Linked DNA regions of Mus musculus: region 1 is linked to region 2. Evidence: chromatin contacts called from public promoter capture Hi-C data. All regions are on one chromosome and are shown on one strand. The core of a region is the stretch at or near the end of the contact, and the rest is flanking DNA. Distances in the headings are between cores, read along the strand shown. Region 1 holds the start of Erbin (Erbb2 interacting protein). Region 2 holds the start of Pik3r1 (phosphoinositide-3-kinase regulatory subunit 1).

Region 1 (2,762 bases), core at 149-2,648, 2.2 Mb before region 2:
ATTCCATTCCCTCGGGTAAAACAAGGATGTTCTGTCTGCTAACATACTTAAAGCAGTAACTGTAAAAACGGCAATGTTATGGTTGAAGCTTTCTAAGCCATATGTGTTGACAGAATGCTTAAGTCTCTCTCTGCAATAAACGCAAACCCTGCCAGGCAGAACTACCAGGGCCAGCGCGACTGACTGAACGACTGCACGCCCGAAAGCGTAGGGGCTGGAAGGCTTCGCGGCGCTCGGAGTGCATCCAATGTTTCCTCTAACAAAGGCACCGTCTTGAGGCAATTTCGCGGGCCACGCTCCCCGCCTCCCAGCACCAGCTTTGTCTCCTCGGAGGGGCCCCCGGCCGCGTCGCCGCTTGCAGCAAGCTCGGAGGCCGGCCCGGCGTGGGAAGAAGCTGCACGGAGCAGCGGCGGTGGTTTCCTGCAACCTGAGCGTGCCATTAGAGGCGTCGGAGTGCTGCAGCTGAAAGAGATACCTGCTGCCTGGAAATCGGGGCTGCACTCGAACAACCTCTTTGCACCAATTACGGTCGTACAAAGAAACTCGATCGGCCCGGGCGGCGGAGGCCTCGCGGGGTCGTGGGGGGCGGAGGGGAGCCCGGCGGCCCGGGCCTCGGGAGGGTGGGTGGCGGGCCTCCCGCCGCGCGCCTCCCCGCCGGCCCGCGGCCCCCGGCCCGCGCCCCCCGCCGCCGACGTCGACCGCGTAGACCCCGTGCGCGCTGACTGGCTCGCGCCGGCCTTCGCCTGGCTGTGGGCGGTTGGGGCGCCCCCGCGGGAGCCCGCCCCGCCCCCGTCGCCGCCGCCGCCGCCGCGCGCAGCCTCGGCCCCCTTAGCCGCCGGGGCGGTGGCGCTGTTGCCGCCGAGGCCTGTGAAGCAGAAACTCCCTCCACCCCGGCCCGGCCCGGGTCCGCCTCCTCCTTTCTCTCCTCCGCCTCGCCTCCCCTCTCCGTCTCCCGCTCGAGAGTGAAGGTGGCGCGGCGGCGCGCGACGCAGCCTGGGCCCCCGGCGCGGGCCCGCGAGCTCCCGAGGAGACCGCGCCGCCGCGGCCGCGACCGCAGGGAAAGAGGACGGAGGAGAGCGCAGGGACGGCGGCGGGAAGCCCGGAGGGTTCGAGCGCGAGTGGCAGAGACAGGGCCGGCCGGTCGGACCGCCCGACGGACGGTCGCCTTCCAGCCTGCGCGGCCGGTCGGCTCCGGCTCGGAGCGGCGGGGGCCGGGCGGGCGCAGGGCGCGGCCGGCGCACTCGAGACAATACCCGCGCGGCGCGGCTGTGGGGGCGGAGGCCTAGTGCGGCCCAGGCCGGCCGAGCTCCGCGTCCTCGCCCCCCGTGGGCCGCGCGAGGTTCCGCGGCTCGGGGCGGGCGCCGTCCCCTCCCCCTCGGCGGCGCGGCGCGCCACCCCGGGGTTCCGGGTTCCCGGGCCCCGAGCTGGAGCCTGCTTTTCACCCAGGCAGGAAGTGAGTTTCGCACGGCAATTCCGGGCGGTGTCACGAGTGAAAAGTTTTTTCCTTCGGCGGAGAAGCGAGCCGGGGCTGGGAAACTCCTGACACAAGTCGCGAGCAGGAAGCCAGCCCGCACCCCAGCCCCCACCGGAGCAGCCGCACTGCTGCGGCCGGCCGGGCGGCAGCTCCACATCCGCCTCGTCCTCACGGGAGCCTCGGCGGGGCCCGGAGCCACTGAGGAAGGGCAGGGAACCATGTCAAGCCGAGCCTCGGGACGGCTGCCCTGAGACACCCTGAGAGGTAATTTCTTTTCTTTCTTTTTTTTTCTTTCTTTTACGGGAAGCGTCGAGCCAAGTTCGTGGGCCGGAAGCGACGGTACTTTAGTCCACCTCGCTCTGCCCGACTCGTCTCCCTTCTTTCTCCCGTGCCTTGGCATTTTAGCCGCCGAATAGTAGAACTGATTTCTCCCCCTCGCCCCGTCTACCGTCTGGATTCCTTTCTTTTTAAGACGGGGATTGTAAGAATGCGGTGGGACGAAAAGTTTTTCAGCCATCGGAAGAAAGAGTTCCTTTGTTGAGCAGGAGGGCCAGAAGTTTTAGTGCTCCGGGACGTATACATTGTATATCAAGTTGCTGAGGCTGGCAACTTTTGTTTCCGAAGAAAGTTGAGTCTTCTGGCTGCGGGGAGAGATTGATTCCCTCTCCCTGAGATGGCTGCCACATTTGTTTATGTTGGTGCCGATTGTTTTGGTTTTCGCGTTAATCCTACGCGGAGGTCGTTTCGGTAGAACACGTCTGGTTCTTTGGACTTTAGAAACCGGCTGCCTGCCATTCCCGATTGCTTTTTCTGGACAGCGAAGGCGCCGCTTGTAGTAGTAGTAAGTCGTGCGTTCTTTTCAGTCAGTAGCTTAACAGTGCTTGTTTGGTTACTTGATTGAAGAGTAGCTGCTAGATTTTTCTTGAAACTGGCGTTCTAGGAAACAGAATGTCGTAAAGATTAGGGATGAGGACGGAGAAGGATATGGCTACAAAAACAAAACAAAACGCCAAACACCTGCAAGTAGTTGATTGGTCAGGACTTGTATGCAGTTCCGAATAGGAACAACACTGGAAGGGAAGCGAAATAAAACCCTTAAAATTTTCAGAAGAGTCACACTGTGCGGAAAAAGCGGCGCTGTTTTGCAGTTGTATGTGTGTTGGCCCATCTGTTTTTGTTTGCTTCTGCCTAATAAGTGATAGGTACGGACTGTTCGGGCAGGAATTCGTGAAGCATGGCAGACATTCCACCAGTCAGACCTAGGGACGCTTCTGAACCGATGGAGTTT
Region 2 (2,830 bases), core at 38-2,537:
AATGTGATGTGGGTAGCAGCCTGCTTTTGTCTTTATTAGATACCAAGAGTACCAGAAACATTAGTACCTGAATTGTGTACTGAGATCTCTTCTTTTAGAATGGGCGTCACCTTTAAACGTGACTGCATTTGTTTAACATAAACTGTGAATTTCATTTTTTCCCTCTGCTTCCAAAACTCACAGTAATACACTACCAAATTTAGAATTTGACAACAGACTAAGTTCTTGGTTAAGAAAAAGCATTTTGTTGCCAGAATAGCTGCAAAAGGGATCTTTAGGGCAAGAAGGGTGGGTGGCTACAGGTTCCTGAACTACAAAATAAGACATATTTTGGGAGCAAAATTTAAAAAGTCCATGAGTTCTTGAACGTTTTTATGAAGACAAAACACGGGGCTATCATCCTTTCTTATCTGGGAAGGCTGAGCCATTATCACTTTTTTCTTGAGCAGCTTCCATAGTGGTTTCTACTCCAAGGATCTACATTTTTACATCTAACAAACCATAGACTTCATTTGAGTTTCTCCAGCCTATCAGAAGCGTTAGAAGGCGGTGGACTGGCTGAATGACCTACATAGGCTCTGCCTTGCAAGGACTGCCAGAGATCACCCGGTATGCGCCCTCCTCACAGAACACTCCTTTTCCTCTAGATCCCGCCTTGGTTCCTGGAGGCAGCCGTGCCAGGCTTTTGCAGGCGGCGGGCACTCGTTGCTCCAGCTCACCCTTTCACCCCTCCTTCACCCCGGGAGTGCCACGCCGGGTGGCGCGGTTTTTCTGACCACTAGGGAAGCTGGGCAGGCAAGGCCAGGAATTACAGGGCCTCCCCGCTTTGGCGAGCCCTCGCATCTGCATCTTCCTGAACCCAGCCACTGTCCTGAAGCTCTAGTGGATTCGAAAGAGGCAGGGTCTCGCAGGCAGCCGGCTGGGCTCCAGAGAGGCCTGAACTTATTTCCCACCCCCCACCCCCATCCCCATTTGAACTCCCTGCTTCGGGCCTGGGCGACGCCCCGCAGGCGAGCCAGCCCCAAGCACGCAGAGTTAGAGCGCTCCGTAGCGGAGGGCGCGCGCCGTCCAGTCGCCCGGGGCATCCCCGAGCCGGGGGCGGGGGCGAGGGCAGCGAGGGGTGCGGGGTAGGGTCGGCAGCACAGAGCGTAGCTCCTAGACCTTGGTAGCCCTCCCGGAGACTGGCAGAGGCGGAGGGCGCGGCTCGGGCGCTGGGGGGCGGGGTCTCGGGCGTTGATTGGTGTGTATCTGGGGGCGGGGCGCAGGGGCGGGCCCGGGGTGGGGCTGGCGCCTGGCGCTGGAGCTGCGCCGCTCAGGGAGAGGAGTAGCTAGCAGCTGGAGCCGAGTTGGAGGAAGCAGCGGCAGCGGCAGCGGCAGCGGTAGCGGTGAGGACGGCTGTGCAGCCAAGGAACCGGGACAGCGAAGCGACGGCAGGTCGCAGCTGGATCGCAGGAGCCTGGGAGCTGGGAGCTTCAGAGGCCGCTGAAGCCCAGGCTGGGCAGAGGAAGGAAGCGAGCCGACCCGGAGGTAGGCGGCGGCGGGTCCCGGTGTGCCCGGGAGGGGGAAGCGGTGCGAACGCGCACGGCCGCTGCTCTTCCTGTCACCGGCAGCCACTTCTGCTGCCGAGCCACTCAAGGGGAAGCGAGCAGGCTGCCAGCTCCCAGTCGCCAGCATCTCTCGGCCACTTGGAAGCCTTCTCCGGCCAGTGACCAGCTTGCTTGGTCGCAGCCACCTCCTGCTCTCATTTCCTTCGTGCCACCCCGGGCGGGCTGTGCTCGTTACCCGGAGCGTTCGGTCCTGGAGTTGCCAGCGGTCACCGGCTCCCCTCCTCCTCCGTCACCTCACGCTTCCGAGGGTCCCCGATCGCCCTGCAGCTTTCCGAAGCCGGGAGCGCGCGAGGAGAGTGCCTGGATCGCTGCCTTTGCGTTAGCGCGGCGTACCCTCCAGGCCCGGAGCCCCAGCCGGGGTCTCCGGCCAGGCTGGGCCATGGTGGTCCCCGGAGCTCGCCCCCAGCCCCCGCCCTCCGAAGTTTGCCTCCCTCCTCTTCCGGGGTGGGGGAAGTGCTCCTCGGGGCGGTCGGTGGCTGGGGCTCTAGCTCGGCGTCTGGCGCCCGCCGGGCTTGGGCAGGTTGCTGGAGGCATAATGAGTGGGATCCTGGCACCGCCCGGAAATCCAGCTTTTCCTAACGCGGGGCGACCCTGGAAGGACCTGCCCAGCACTAAGCTGCCGGCCAGGGAGAACCGGCCCGCGTGCAAGCCAGAGCTAAAATATCTGGGGGAATTGTCTGCAAGCTACTTCCTTCCCAAAGGCAGAAACTGCCCGGCAGATCACGAGACAAAGAGAATAGAAACGCTCTGACCAGGCACGCATGTACAGAAATGCATTTTAGTAACCAGCTTTCGCGCACAATAACGCAAGGGTGTGAGCGGAGTGGCTGTGACATGTTGAATGCTGTGTGCCGGCACTGTATTCAGGGGAATTCTGCTCCTGGCGCTAGTAATACCGGAAAGGTCTCACTTCCACCGTTAATTCTTGAAGAAGCTGCAGGCTCTATTGCTGTACTGGTGTGAATTTATGCTTTATTTAGGGGTTTCATGATTTTAGGACTTAATTTTCCCCCTTTTCTTTTCCTGTCTTTTTCCTCTTTGTCAGACAGTGTGAAATAGGAAAGGATGAAGCAGTTCCGGGTTTTAAGTGTAGCATGAGATTGTCATTTCAGTGAGATCGAGTTTCAAGTTTTAGGTGGTAGGGTTACTCACAAAGCTGGTTGACCTAGGCTCCTTGTGCAAGCCTCTCTTAATATTTCATTAGCTTGTGTTCCATGTTGGGC

What was found. Promoter capture Hi-C pulls out the DNA fragments that hold promoters and counts their contacts.
Region 1: a contact with region 2 is called in a promoter capture Hi-C map of liver, with 3 times the contacts expected there. The contact joins the promoter of Erbin here to the promoter of Pik3r1 in region 2. A contact is called at or near these places in 2 of 39 promoter capture datasets (hippocampal neurons and liver).

What each region holds. Positions count from the first base shown.
Region 1 is chr13:103,919,222-103,921,983 of GRCm38.p6, reverse strand. Erbin (Erbb2 interacting protein) reads left to right here and starts at 1,398. Exons shown (of 26, transcript NM_001289473.1): 1 at 1,398-1,738. D130037M23Rik reads right to left here. Exons shown (of 1, transcript XM_006517803.4): 1 at 1-2,762. The coding sequence starts at 1,991. The coding sequence ends at 162.
Region 2 is chr13:101,766,674-101,769,503 of GRCm38.p6, reverse strand. Pik3r1 (phosphoinositide-3-kinase regulatory subunit 1) reads left to right here and starts at 1,287. Exons shown (of 16, transcript NM_001077495.2): 1 at 1,287-1,527.